3 separate regions of the Gossypium hirsutum genome follow, and all the other regions are linked to region 1. Evidence: chromatin contacts called from public Hi-C data. All regions are on one chromosome and are shown on one strand. Each heading gives the region's core, a stretch centred on a gene start, on an enhancer-like site or on the middle of the called end of the contact. The rest is flanking DNA. Distances are from core to core; before and after follow the strand shown. Region 1 holds the start of LOC107952886 (formin-like protein 19). Region 2 has its middle 5.2 kb from the start of LOC107952887. Region 3 holds the start of LOC107952882 (long-chain-alcohol oxidase FAO2).

Evidence for each region. Hi-C and Micro-C count contacts between places; a contact is called where the count stands out from the background.
Region 2: a Hi-C map of leaf shows a contact between it and region 1, with 1.9 times the contacts expected there. The contact joins the enhancer-like site here to the promoter of LOC107952886 in region 1. A contact is called at or near these places in 4 of 34 Hi-C or Micro-C datasets (hypocotyl and leaf).
Region 3: a Hi-C map of leaf shows a contact between it and region 1, with 1.7 times the contacts expected there. The contact joins the promoter of LOC107952882 here to the promoter of LOC107952886 in region 1. A contact is called at or near these places in 5 of 34 Hi-C or Micro-C datasets (callus, leaf and seedling).

The regions. Positions count from the first base shown.
Region 1 is chrA07:40,782,669-40,787,648 of Gossypium_hirsutum_v2.1, reverse strand. It overlaps LOC107952886 (formin-like protein 19), which reads right to left and starts at 1,940. Exons shown (of 2, transcript XR_001698970.2): 1 at 1,497-1,940; 2 at 1-252.
Region 2 is chrA07:40,627,467-40,632,446 of Gossypium_hirsutum_v2.1, reverse strand. No RefSeq gene overlaps it. Among protein-coding and RNA genes, the nearest start is that of LOC107952887, 5.2 kb to the right of the region's middle. Within about 2 kb of position 3,081, at least 3 of the 9 cell types and tissues checked have an H3K27ac peak or open chromatin away from gene starts, as enhancers often do. A contact at or near this core is called in hypocotyl and leaf, where this site is marked.
Region 3 is chrA07:40,941,295-40,946,274 of Gossypium_hirsutum_v2.1, reverse strand. It overlaps LOC107952882 (long-chain-alcohol oxidase FAO2), which reads right to left and starts at 2,143. Exons shown (of 3, transcript XM_016888082.2): 1 at 1,693-2,143; 2 at 1,305-1,583; 3 at 1-280. The coding sequence starts at 1,914.

The DNA.
Region 1 (4,980 bases), core at 691-3,190:
GGTTTTAGTAATACATTATATGTGGTTTAGGTAGTAATATTTTCTCTGCATAATCTTTTTACAAGCTGCAATTGTAGCATCAAAGACTGAAGCCAAAAGGAGAAATTGAATGTCACTTACCCCTTGCAGTTCCTTGGTTCAATGTATTTCCTAGATAAGAACGAATAAACACTGCCGTCATCAACAACATTAATGATATACCTCATTACATGCAGAATTTACAGTATTTAAGCTCCTTTTAAATTTAGAAACCTGCAGGTGGTAAAAAAAATGTAAGAACAGAGGATAAACAAGTGATTCAATAAAAGAAAAAGGAGAAACAAGAAGGAGATTAATTATTGAATAATATTGTAAATTTATCAAATCAGATTTACTATGGAGATACTGCCAAACCTGAGTTCGGAACTGAATCTTGAAACAAAACACTCTTAGTTTTGACTCTACTCGTGGCACTTTCATCAGCTCCAAAAAGTATTGAACATGAAAAATCAAAAACTTGTTCAAAAAGATGGATCAAATGAAAGATGTTATTGGAGAAGCATCCAGGAACTAAATGTTTTAGTTAGAGCTTCTTCATAAAAGCGAATGCCAGAAAATTGTTATCTTGTATTTGCTAAAAATGCTAGATGATAAATCATTGTTCTCCAGCACTTCAACTATCTTCTTAATGTTGAATCAACCAAAATCTAGTACAATAATAGAGATACATTATATGCCCATTCTTTCCTTTTCTTTCTCATTTTTGAATTAGAAAGAACCCATACTACCAATAAGAACCAAGGCAGCTCTAACTGAAGCACAAAGCCCACTTTACCAGAACAGAGATATAAAATCAATAGCCTCTTGCAGTTCCAGCCACTGCTGCCTTTTTAAATTATAAATTGCTCCGAAAATATAGTAGGGAAATATAGGACTAGGTATCAAAAGTACAATCTTCATCTTGGTTTAGATGTCCCCATAAAATGCAAAAAGATAAAAATAATTCAATGCTTAGACATCAATTTCCATCTTTAAACTATGATTTGAAAAGAATCCTTCATGCCAAAGGGTTTTAGAAAGTATAAAGTCTTAAAACTGAGAAAATATTTCAAAAATATTGAAAATAAACACTTAATTCAATATATCAAGAAACAGAACAGGAAACTGTTAACAAGCAGTATAAATTCCAACATCAGTACATGAAATTATAGTCTCTTTTCATTAGAAGAAGGAAGAGAGGAAAATGAAAAGATATTAGAAGAACATGAAGACAAAGACAAATAATTTTCAGAAAAATAGTATATTTTCAGAAAACCATAAACAGATCTAAAAACATTCAATCTATAAACACAACCAATCAGATCAAACAAAAATCTCAATACAACAACAATTTTTTTTCTCAATCCCATATTATATAAGCTAACAAACATTACTCTTAACACCATAAATAGATTCAATCAGCAGGTTATTAGTAAATAATGAACACTGTTGATAGCAAAAATAAGGAAGAAAAATACCTGCACTTGTTAACGAAAATAGCAAGGCCACTAATTCCAAATCCATCGCAGCAAACGAGAACAAGTTCTTTAAACCCTAAAAACGTTCTCCTACATGTTCTCCAGAACCTGGTCCGGGTACGTCGACTGGAACTCTGGGTGACCCGAGCCAGATCCCGTGGCGTTACAGTCCCGCGCCTTGTTGGAAACGAACTCAAGATCCGACGGCGGAGATTGCTGCCACTCATCGTCCTCAGACATTTGCTCCGTCCTGTTGTCTCAGCTATGGTGGATGAATTCAATGCAATAAAATGAAAAGGAAAATGAAGTGTGATTGGTGTAGGTGTATTCACTTGGTGTTGTTGGAAATGGGAAATTTGGGGGCAAATTTTTACTTGGGGATTTAGGGCGCGCAACTAAATTTTCTAGAAGAAGAGGGAGTAATGAGCGGGTACCAAAAAATTAGTGGTCTTTTGCGGCGTTTCCATTAAAAACGTCACTATAGCTCAATCTTTTGTGGTGTTTTTCACGCCACTATTGTTTAATTTTATTTTTTTTATTTTTAACATATATTTTTTAGTTTTTCTTTTATTGTTTAATTTTAATTTTTTTCATTTTTAACATATATTTTTTATTTTTTTCTTTCAAATTTTTTGTACTGAGTTTATCTTTTTTTGGAATTTTGAATATTAAACTTTTTAATTGAAATATGGACTAAAATATTAAATATTAAATTTTTAAGTTTTTAATTTTTTTAATTTTTTAATTTTTTAATTTTTTAATTTTAATTTTAATTTTAATTTTTAATTTTTAATTTTTATTTTGATTTAATGTGTAATTGTAGACGTGAAATTCTAATTGTGGTTTAAATGTGTAGTTGAAACTTTAATTTTGATTTATCATACACATTTAAAAAAAATAAATACATCAATATATTTTTATATTGAATAAATATAAATATTTATGTATGCATGCAATATATAAATATAAAATGATGTTATATCAATAATTGTGTAAAAGAAAATAAAAAAAACGTGGAGACACAAATATATATTTTAAAAAGAGAATGAGTTACAATTAAAAAACGTGGAGACACAAATGAGTGTAGAGGATTTTCGTTCGTATAAATAAATATATATTTTAATTAATCAGTATAGATAAATATTAACATAGTAAAAACAAAAAACTATTAATAAAATTTAAAGGTAAACTTATCATTTAAAACGTTTTCCACGAAATATCCCTTTAATCCATTAAACAATATAACACCTTATTAATATATAAAAAATATTTTTTATCAAAATCAAGATATATATTATCGATAACAATAATTAATTATAGGGTTTAGGATTTAATTATTGAATATGATTCACTTGAGATTAACATACTACATACCCATGGCCATTAAACCTTAAACCATAAAACCCTAGACCATAGTCCTTAAACCTTAAATATTAAACCCTAAACCCAAAAATAAATGTAATCAATATTAAGTATTGCTTCCATATTTTATTATGAACATAAGCTTTTACATTAATATCTATGTATATACACATCAACATCCATGTGATGTTTTTTGGGGTTTAGGGTTTTAGAGTTATAGTTTAGTGTTTAGGATTTTTAGGGTTTAGAGTTTTAGTGTTTTAGGGGTTATAGATTAGTGTTTATGATTTTTGTGGGGTTTAGGGGTTATATAACTTTTAGCGGCGTTTTATTGAAAGCGCCGCTAATGTTCTGGTTTTTAGCGGCGTTTTACCGAAAGCGTTGCTATTGCTCTGGTTTTTAGCGGTGTTTTACCGAAAGCACCGCTAATGCTCTAGTTTTTAGCGGCGTTTTACCGAAAGCGCCGCTAATGCTCTGGTTTTTAGTGGCGTTTTACCAAATGCGCCGCTATTGCACTGTTTTTAGCGGTGTTTTTGGTAAAACGCCGCTATTGCTCTGCATTTTACAATTTTTGTGGCGTTTTTTGATAAAACGCCGCTAAAAACGCCGCTAAAGCCCTATTTTCCTGTAGTGGATAGGTAAATGGTAAATTGAATGGATGTATGAATATTTATTGTATTGTATTGAAAATATTAGGTAAGTATAATTCTTGTTACATGGGCTTACTAAGCACAATGTGCTTACCCTGTTTCTTTTTTCCCTATTTTGTAGTATTAAGAGCTCAGAGATCGGATTGGGTCGGAGACATATCACACTATCAACCTCAACATTTTGGTATATCAAGAAATTTTATTTTGGAAATCAATGGCATGTATAAGTTAATAAAGTAAATGTTAATGTGAAATGAATGTAAAGTTAGCTATTAGTATGGCTAACAAATCTTGGTTTTGGTATGTGATGAGGTTATCTTATGGATATGCATGAATCTATCTTGAAAATATGTTGAATTGGATTGGTTGATTTGGATTGGTCTAGGTTTAAAATTGCAGGGAAGGTTAGATATCTATAAAGGAGTTATATTGAGTTCATAAAAAATTTTTTTTGGGTTTTGCAAAAAATTCCCTTTGGTTTCGATTTAATCCCGGTTTGGTCCCAATGTATGTTTTGGGCTTTGGAGATCCATCTAAGGGACGTTATAACATGTTTCGGTAAACGAAAAATATTTAACTTGTAATAAGAAAAAAATTAATTTGGTAAACTCTGGTAATGCCTCGTACCCTATTTCGATGACGGGCACGGGTAGGGGGTGTTCCACAAACAGTAGATACATGTAGAACATTCTTGAGGCACAAAAGCCTAGGACCAACCAATAAAGAAAAAGAGCTTACATGAGCTATAAAAACAGATTCACTATTTCCCATAGACAGCTGATTTGTACCTGTCTAGGGAGAGGGAGACGAGAGAGTAGTCATGTCTGTAGTAATGTGATTTGTGGTTCCAGAGTCAGGATACCAGGTCTAATCAGGTGATCTTAAAGAAGAAGGTCAAGAAGATTGTTGAGTAGATGAAGAAGGACGATGTGGATGTGAATTACAGTAATGGGACATAAAGGAGCATGGAGGTGTAGGAGAGGAGTAACCTTACCCATTGAAGTGATGATAGTTAACTATCATCGAATGATTAGGACTCACACCATAAAAATTCTCATCAAATCTGTGATAACAAGACTGAACCACATGACCAAGTTTTCCATACAATTGGCACTGTGGTCTGGATTGTGATTAACTCCGACCATTACCACGAGCTTCACCACAAGACCGGCCTCAGCCTTGCTCTTTGTGTCCCTGTTTAAACTTCTAGGAATAGCTGTTAGAGTTTACAGTGTGTTTAGAGTTGTCAATATTATCTTGCTTGGGATGTGAAGCCAAATTGGCTTGTAAAGGAACCTTTGTCAATAAAGCCAGCTGTCGGGCTTCACAACCAAGAAGCATTTTAGTCAACAAGTCAAGAGACATAGGAGTAGCTGAGGTGATCACACAAATGGACTCATATTCAATGGAAAGACCGACCAAGATGATGCTTACTTGTTCTTGCTCAGTAACCAAACTACTAGCTACAATGA
Region 2 (4,980 bases), core at 1,832-4,331, 160 kb after region 1:
ATTTGCAAAAATATTTTTAAAAAATAACATCCATGTAAATATTTTTAAAAGCTTCAAAATTATTATAAATCAATTTAATATATTTTTAGTATTACATGAACAGTTCAGATTTAAAAATATTTTAATTTATATTTAAAAATATTTGGGATAATTTCGGTTTAAAAAATAAAGTATACTGATTAAATAATTGTTGAGATAATTTAAGTTTTTCTTAAAAGTATATTGTTAGGTCCCAAAATACGAAGAGGGGGTGAATTGGTATTTTAAAATTCTTTGTAAACTTTCATAATGACAAGGATATGAAAGAAAAGCTTCAACAATTCAATTTATAGTGGTTCAGCCCCAATTGTTTACCTCCACCTCAGGGGCAAAGCTAGAAAATTTTTTTTAGGGGGGTGAAATTAAATTGTAATTTTTACTATAGTAAATATGCAATTTTACCATTCTAATAGCTTCTATCTTTATAATTTTTAAAGGATTAAATCAAATTTTTATCATTTTTAGGGGGCCAAAGTGTAATTTTACTTTCATTAATTTATAATTTTAAAAATTTCAAAGAGTCTAAATGAAATTTTTTTCATTTTAAGGGGCTTGAGGCCCTTGCCAACCCCCCCACACCTAGTTTCACCCCTGCTCCACCTCAACCAAGGATTTCTCAGTTCACAATGCTAAGATAGAACTTTTCCCCTAGTTTTTATGGCTAAACTAGAACTCTTCTTAGTTTTTGTGTCTTAACTAAAACCCTCCCAATTTACAATTAATGATATGAAAGAGAGTAAACAAAGAGACCTCTAGAATATGTGTTTTTACAAAAATTAAGCTCTCAAAGAAATGAAACGAAACGAAAGTGATAAAAAATCTAATAATAAACTCCTAGAGAATATTTACAAGAGAATAAAAAAAATATTTGAATACTTTTCTCTTGATCTTGATGTTTGGATATCTCTCTCTTGAGTCTTGAAGTGTCTTTATATCAAGGAATAAGTTTGTGGGCATTTATGATAATTGGGGATGAATTCTAGCAGTTGGAAGCACTAATTGCGGGCTTAAAAAAATCCCTTCATGTCATATCACGAGACCTAGCACGATGTCTTGAGACAAATTTGAAAAATAATCACTATATAGTCGTTGGCAGCAATGTCTCGAGACAAACAGATTTTTTATCTCAAGACATGCAAGCTTTTGTTTCAAGACAACAACCTTTGGAGCAAAATTTTGCTTCAATGTTTTCTTATCTCAAGACTAACATACAAAAATCCCTTAAAAACATTTTAAATACCATAGAACACTTTGGTATTAACCCAAAAATATTTAGATAAATTAAAACATATTTATGAGTATTTTGCAAGTCTTTGAAAATGTTTGATAAAATTTTCAATCATATTTTCACCAAATGATTTTAGACATATAATACATATAAAATTTATATTTAAATCTTGTTATATTAAAAGCTTGGGATATCAAAACTAACATATATTAATAAAAGATAACTGCTAAAATTTTATCAAAATTTTTAAACCGATAAAATTAATATATATCTACATTTTTAAAAATATATTTAATATAATTAAAATTTTTAAAATTAACAGTCTAAACACTAGACGGTATTCCAAAAAAATTTTGAATGGTTTACAAAGATGCGGAAAAATATACTTTATTTTTGTATAATAAAAATATTATTTTTATTTTATAACATTTTAAAAATAATGAAATTACATTTCTTAAAATTATATAGATGTTAACCCTGTTTTTGTTAAATAAAAATATATTTTTTATTTAATAAAATAATATAGACGTTATTTAAAAAATTCTCCTAAAAGAAGTGATTACATTTCTTAAAATTATTATTTATCGATATTAAAATTATATTTTATTCATATCTACTTCTAAAATTATTTGTCTTTAAAAAATTTTGTTTATTTAACTTTTTTTTATTTATAAGTGGTAATAAAAATAATTTAAAATTTTATTTAATTTTAATTTTACTTAAATTATCTTATGTAATTGATATATTATTTAATTTAATTTAATTATTTAAATTTTATTTAATAAATAAAAATAGAAATATAGAATTTAAATAGAAAAAATAAGTATGCGACACTTCCCGCAATATCATGCTTTCGTACCTTATCATATTATATGATATATATGTATTTATGATCTGTAATTAACATTGGGTAAACTACATCCAAAGTTATTAAACTATTAGTAAGTTTATGTTTTGGTCATTCAATTTTAAAAAATTATAAAATAGTCATTGAATTATTTAAAAGTTTTCATTTTAAGCCACTAGATTATTTAAATCGCTATTGTATAGCCTTATTTGTTCGCACCACTTGCACCCCTTTTCTATTCGTACTACTTGCATCAATTGAAAACTCTATTTTCAATTTCTTTTATAATTTACTTTTTTCATAAAACAATTTTCAACGTTATGAATTTTTTAACCAAAATTCAAACAGCTTTCATTTTCAATATCTAATATTGACCGTCAAATCGACTCATATCTAAAATATGTTCTTTTATTCGTCAATGAGTACCAATCCAATTTACTAATCATCAAATCATCACTTGAAGGTTGCTAAAGTTTTTTTTTTTAAAAAGACACCTTACAGCTCAATTATTTAAATAAAAATTTTCAAATATTCAATGACTTAAATAAAAAATTCAGAATAATTTAATGATCATTTTGTAATTTTTTGAAGTTAAGTGACTAAAACGTAAACTTACTAATAATTTGGTAACTTGGATGCAGTTTACCTATTAACATCATAGCTGCATGAGAGTATACATAGAGCAAAACCAAACATCCAGAATAATGCCAAGTTCCATGTTGAGGGCACCGACTCGAGCACACTTATTGGAGTTATTAGTTGGGCAAATATAGAATGCTAATTATTGTGCACTTGATACTTTGTTGAAGTGTTTAGCGATGGCAGGGGACATTAGGGATACTTTCGAAAGAAACTGGGCCGGTGCTCACCTCAAGGGAGTGTTGTTAAAGGGAATAGCGTTAGCGGGTGTGATACGGGATGAAAATGGCACATGGTTGATGGGGTATAGTACAAGTGCATGTTATAATGGGCTGTTAGTTATGAATACTTTCGAAAGAAACTGGGCCGGTGCTCACCTCAAGGGAGTGTTGTTAAAGGGAATAGCGTTAGCGGGTGTGATACGGGATGAAAATGGCACATGGTTGATGGGGTATAGTACAAGTGCATGTTATAATGGGCTGTTAGTTATGAATTATTTGGTGGAGTTATACCTAGAATTTTTTAGTTTTTTTTTTCTACCAGTTAAACTCTGATTTTAGTTTCTCATTTAAACTTTAATTAGTGTAGCTTATTTTAATATTAGTTTCCCACTTAAACTCTAATTAATGTAGGTTTTTTTAATATTATTTGACTTCAAATTTAGCCTATAAATAGGTCATTTTTTTCACCCTAAAAAAATAACTCATTACACATTTAGATATTAGTTTTTACAAGTTTTCAGAGAATTTTGTTTTTATGTTTTGAGGGTTCTTATTTCAGGTTTCAAGGTTTAGTTTTATCTCCATCTTTTTTACTTTTCATTTTTTTTGTTTTAGTGAAATTATCTTTGTCTGTGGCTTTTTATCCTCTTTGGAGAGGGTTTATATATAATGGTTTAATAATATTATATGTTATAATATATTTAAGTTATTATAATAATGTTAAAAAGAAAAAAAAACATTATGGTTTTCTTCTCTATTTTGTTTTTGTTTTCACCGAAACACCATTGTAGAGGGTTTGAAGTTTCGGTCACAAGTACCTCTTGCATGTAAGTCCATTCATCACCCGTTTTTCATGAATTTAGTATTTTTTATATCGTTTTAATTTAGTCTAGTTAATTCTGGGGTTAATTTGTAAAATTGTTAAATATTTTGGAAGATGTCATTGATGAGTTTGATATGTTTTTGAAGTGAAATGGTAGATTATTAAGTTTAATTGTTAAATAGGAATATTTTGTAAAGTAATTTTGTATGACTTAAGTTTAGGGATTTAATTGAAAATAATGAATTTATGACATGATTTTCTCATGAAATTTCAACATGTGTAGGCTGATTTGGAGTAGTTAAAAAATCAGTTCAATGGGTATAAATTTTAATTGTAGAAATAATCTTGTTTTGGTCTTAAGGATAAAATTGAATAATAAAGTGTAAAAGTTTGGGGGAAAAAGTGAAAAAAGCTGTAAAAAGGATGAAATTTGTACTAAATTGAGTATTAAATGAAATTGAAGCTAATAAATTGAAATAAACTATTTTATATACCAAGAACAAGTAGATAATCGAGGAAAAGAGAAAGTTGTTGAATAGTCCCTGAACTTTTGCTATCACTGTAGTTTAGCCCTAGTAAGCTCGTATGGTTTAGTTTTATATAAATTAAAATGTTATATTAATTGTGAGTTAAGATTGTTGGATATTCTGAAATTATTGAATTGAAGTAAATGGATGTGAGTCGAGAAAGTAATTAATTTGAGCATTGTTACTCAATAATATATTGAGCCGATGAACGTAGGATATGATACAATTGGCATGCCAATAGATTTTTAATGTGTGCAATACGGGTTTAACTTGTTATGAGATGGTGATTATTGATTCGTTACTATTCACTGAATATACTAAAGTCCAACATTCATTGTGGACTTTCGTGTTATATTTACAATGATTCTGGTGGGTTACTAGGGGAGGATGTAAGGCCTTCAGGCATGGCACTTAACGCCCAGGTGTGTTTGGAAGGATGTTAGCCTACGGGCTAGGCACTTGGTGCCCAAGTGTGTTCTCAGTTGGTTAAGCTTGTTTGCACCTTCTGGATGATTAACCGCATATCCGAATCTGTTATATTACTTACCGGGAAAATTTTCACCGGTTATATGATTTGTAATTCATATTGTAAATGGTTATATGATTTTCTAATTGGTTAATATGAGTTGATATTGAATGATCTAGTATAATTGAAT
Region 3 (4,980 bases), core at 894-3,393, 160 kb before region 1:
CCACTTTATGGCCTGAGCTTGCAAGAACTGCCGCAGCAACCCCTCCACCGCAACCAGACCCAACAATCACTACATCACATTTGATCTTGAAGACGTTGTGATCTGGATCTTCCGTGACTTGAAGGCCTTTTTCAGTGAGGGATTGAACGAAGGTGGAGTCATCTTCGTGCATTGTTTCTATAATACCCTTTCGCCCATGAGGAGAAGATACCCTTTTCTGCCGCTTGTCTACGTTGTATCCTATTGCTTTCCATGATGGGTTCTCTGAGTTTTCATCAGTCTGAGACACACAAATTTGAAAAGCTAGCCTTGTTCGTTATTGACTTACACATCAAGTATTAATCATTATGTTCTCGATTCCATGTAATCAAATCGTATCTTAATTCCTTCAAAATGCACTAATTATGATAACAGCTCTCTCATGCACGAAACACTAGAACTATTATCCAACAAATATATTTATATAATCAAGCGTTATATAAATTTTAAAAAATTCATACACATGGGTGTATTCATAAAATTTTCATGTCCTGTTAGTTTTTTGACATACAGAATGAATTACGACAATTACTACTTCCATCAGTCTTTTTCATTTCTTTCTTTATTTGAGCAAATAGTATTTTCAGTTTTGATTCTTGAACCCATTTTAAGGCATATATTAGCCAATCTGGATTAATAAAAACAATTTAATAATTATTAAATGCGTTCGTAAAGGAGAGGATAATATTACATTATATTATATTGGGTAAATTGGGTAGATTACTCAATTAGTCACTAAATTATAGATAAGTTTTCATTTTAGTCGCTTAACTAAAAAAGTAATGTTTTGATCACTAAATTATTTAAAAATTTTCATTTAAGTCATTAGACTATTAAAATCGATATTATATATATATTTTACTACATACACCTATGTAAAGCTCCCCTTTCATTTCTCTTCTACAGTTTAGTTATTTTTAATAAACAATATTAGATGACACGAATCTGCAAATTAAAGTTCAAATAATTTTTTTTTATTTTTGATATTGACCGTTAAATTGATTTGGATTTAAGATTTATATTCTTTTATTCGTTGATAGTATATTGATTCACCATACTAATAGTTAAATCATCACTTGAAGTTTACTAATGAAATTTTAAAAGGAAAAAACTTAATAATTTAGTGATTTATATAAAACTTTTTAATAGTTTAATGATTTGAATGAATTTTTTTAAATAATTTAGTGATAAATTGTAAGTTTTTTAGTTAGAAGATAGGAGGAAGATGGATGAGGAAAAATTAATAGAAAAGGTAAAGAGTTTACCATGGAGAAAAAGATGAACAAGCAGTAAGTTTTGATCAATGCAAAAACAGCTCTTAGAGGTAAGCGATGATGGCCATTGCTTGACCATTTCATTAGTATTTTTTCTCTTCTCTCCACTGGCAGTTCCGAAAACTTGTGAATGAATGGCCATTTCCAGTCACAGCAATCCCACCCGCAAAGCAACAATGCGCCCAATCTAAACGATATAACTGCCAATACTACTTTCACAAACGAGAGTACCCTGGGTTCAACCACCCTCTTCACCATCATCTCTGCTACCTGTTTATTTTAAAACAATTCCCCATTACCAAGTATATGCACGTACAAAACTGTTCAATTAGCTAATTACAACAAGAGTTGAAGGAATGAAGATTGGGATTTTGATTACCTCATCAGGAAGTGGAGGCTCAGCCCCAGAAGCTTTGTAGAAAGCATCAAGGGAAGAAGCCTGGTGGGCTGAATCAAGTGGGAGAGGAGGGATTAAAGCTTCACAGGTGGCAGCAAGTGATCGGATTTGAGCTGAAGAGAAACCATGGGTGTATGTAGTTTTTCTCCTACCCCCTCTCAGCAAAGGATGAGCATCACCGGTTTCATGGTTTCCGATTTCCATGGTGTTCTTTCTTAGCTAATCTTTTGCTTTGCTTCGCTGCTTTACGCAACCTTGAATGGTTTTTATAAAATAGGCCAGTAATCTACCCGTGCTCGATTCCCTGTTGGGTCATCATCAGAAAGAAGGCCGATTGAAAGAGGTCGTTTGTATTGTCTAAAATAAGAAAGAGGTCGGTTGTCTCACATGCGGTATGGGTGTTATCTAATCCTTCATTGACCTTTTCGTCTCATTTGTGGGGGTGTTTCTTTTCTATAAATAATTTTGTTGGAGGCTCAAATGATGTGATATTTTAAAAATGCAATTAATTTATTATCTAACTCTGGTTAAACAGTTTGGTTATGCTTTAATGATTGGGACCCAAGTGCAGTTTATTTTTATTATATGACACCGACAAGACAACAATCCTATATTTATCAAAAGGTAATAACTGAACTAGCGGCGCTTCTTGCTTATGATAAGCATTTACTAATAAAACCTTTTAAGTTAATAGCAAAATATTTTTATTGCTAGGCTTTCGTCTAATAAAGATTGGGAACAATATATACTCTTTTAGTTTTAAAAAATTATAGAAAATTTACTAACTTTTAAATTTTATTTTTCATACTAATATTTGGTAAAATAAATTACATTAATAATAATTTATAAAAATTTAATAAATTTAAAAACAAATTTATTAAGACCAACCAATTTTTGGTACTCTTTCATGTTTTTTTGGTACTTTCTCATAATTTTTGGTATTTTTTTATTTTTTTATATTTTCTCATTTTTTTAGCACTTCCTCACAGTTTTTTATATTTTCTCATATTTTTTTTTGTACTCCTCCATGGTTTTTAGGTAGAAAACTTGATGAGATCTTGGCAATTGGGAGGAGAGATTTAAGAAAGAAAGCTTAGGCTTTGTTGATAAGGGTAAATATGTAATGCCAAGTCCTACCGTCTTTGTTAAAACCTCTAGTCCAAAGGAAGTTGGTGAAAGCTCTAAGCCAATGCTATTCAAGACATTCAAGAAGATTGTTCATAAGGTGATTTGTCATTATTGAGGTGTTTTTGGTCATGTAAGACCTCATTGTTTTAAGATGTTGCATGATCTAACATGGAGGAATGCAGTGTGTAAGGAAGTGCCCACTCCCCGTGGCATATCAGTTGTGAGGAAGTAAAAATGAGTGTGGATGAAGGAGACTAAAAGTATGTTGGTTGCACATCGTTTTATGAAGTCAATTTTAGATGGAATATGGTACTTCGACAATGGCTATTTTCAGCATATGGCAGGTAACCAATCCTATTTGAATGATTTTGAAGATTCTCCTACTAGAAAGGTGACTTTTGAAGATGGGACGAAAGGTCGGATACTTAGTAAAAGCACTTTAAATGTCTTTGGTATGCCTCGATTAAAGAATATGTTTCTACTCAACTACCTCAAAGCTAATATGGTGAGCATCAGACAACTAAGTGATCAAGGTATACTTGTTAATTTCACTAAACATAAGTTTATTGTTACCACTATATCTAATGAAGTAATCATGGAGGGTGCTTGAACTTTCGACAATTGTTATAAAGTGATGCTATCGATTAATTGCATTACTGCTACTACCTTAAAATTGGAGCTATGGCATGAGAAGCTTGTCCATGACCATTTTGAATAGTTAGATATAAAACAATTTAGGGAATCCCAAAGCTTTCAAGAACTGTTCTTAAGGTGTGTAATAATTGTATGAAAGGTAAAAAACATTAAGAGAAGCATCAAAATATGGTTCATATCCATACCAAAGTTCCAATTGAGCTCTTGAACATTTATTTGTTTGGCTCTATGTAGATAGAAAGCTTAGGAGGGAAGAAATATGTGTTTGTTTGTGTGGACGACTTTTTAAGGTACGTCTAGGTTCAATTTTTTTTAAAGATAAATAAGATGTTTTTGATGAGTTTAAAAGATTGTGTAGGGAGTTGATGAATGAAAAAGGGAGAGCTATTGGTATGAAAAGGAGGATTCGTAGTGACCATGAGTGAGAATTTGAGAACGATGATTTTGCTGAGTTTTGTAATGAGGAGGGAATCAAACATGAGTTTTTTGCACCAAAGACACTCTATAAAAATGGTGTAGTGGATCGTAAGAACAAGCCTGTGCAAGAAATGGCCAGAGTAATGCTCAATAGTAAGGACATTTCACATTGGTTTTGGGCTAAGACAGCTAGCATTGTTACAGACCAAAGACTCATGTGACTCTATATGAGTGGTGGAAGAGGAAGAAGCCTACAGTCAAGTATTTCCATGTTTTTGAGAGTAATTGTTTCATTTTGAGAGGTGGAGAACACCAAGGTAAATTTGATTCTAAATCTAATGAGGAAATCTTCCTTAGCTATGCTAGCAACAATAAAACCTTTAAAGTGTACAATAAACACACTCAAAAGGTAATGAAGTCTTTCAACACGGTGGTTGATGATGTTAGAGTACATGAGATCAACAATGATGATAAGGATTGTAAAACTTTTGGTGATGTGCTTGAGGTAGTCCTCACTCCCCTTGGCACTGTGAAACTTGAAGAAAAGTCAAAAGCAAAAAGTCAAGGAGTTCAAGTTGTTGATTAGTCCAATGCTCATGATGGAATCATTCATGTAACAACCCGATTTAGGGCCTAGTCAGAATAGTGGTCTCGAGACCATAAATTCAGAGTTGAATAAATTATTTTATTATTATTTATAAATTTACAGTTGAATAAATTATTTTATTATTATTTTTGAGTCATTGCATGTTTATATTAGTGTATGAAAAATTTGGTGAGTTAATTTTGATGTTCGTGAGCTCAATTGAGAAAAATGACTAAATCGCATAAAATGCAAAAGTCATAAACTGATAGCTAAAAGTGTCAAATAGCTAGAGAATAAAAACTGAGGGCCTTTAAAGGGCAATTAGACCCTTAGAAATAGGGTGGCCGGTCATAGGGGACAATGAATTGAAAATTTTCAATGTTAGGTAATTGATTTTTAACTTTTTGACTAAAGTAGAAATAAAATAATCAAAGTATGATATCATCTCCTTCACCTCTCCTTCTTCACCGATTTTATAGGGCTTT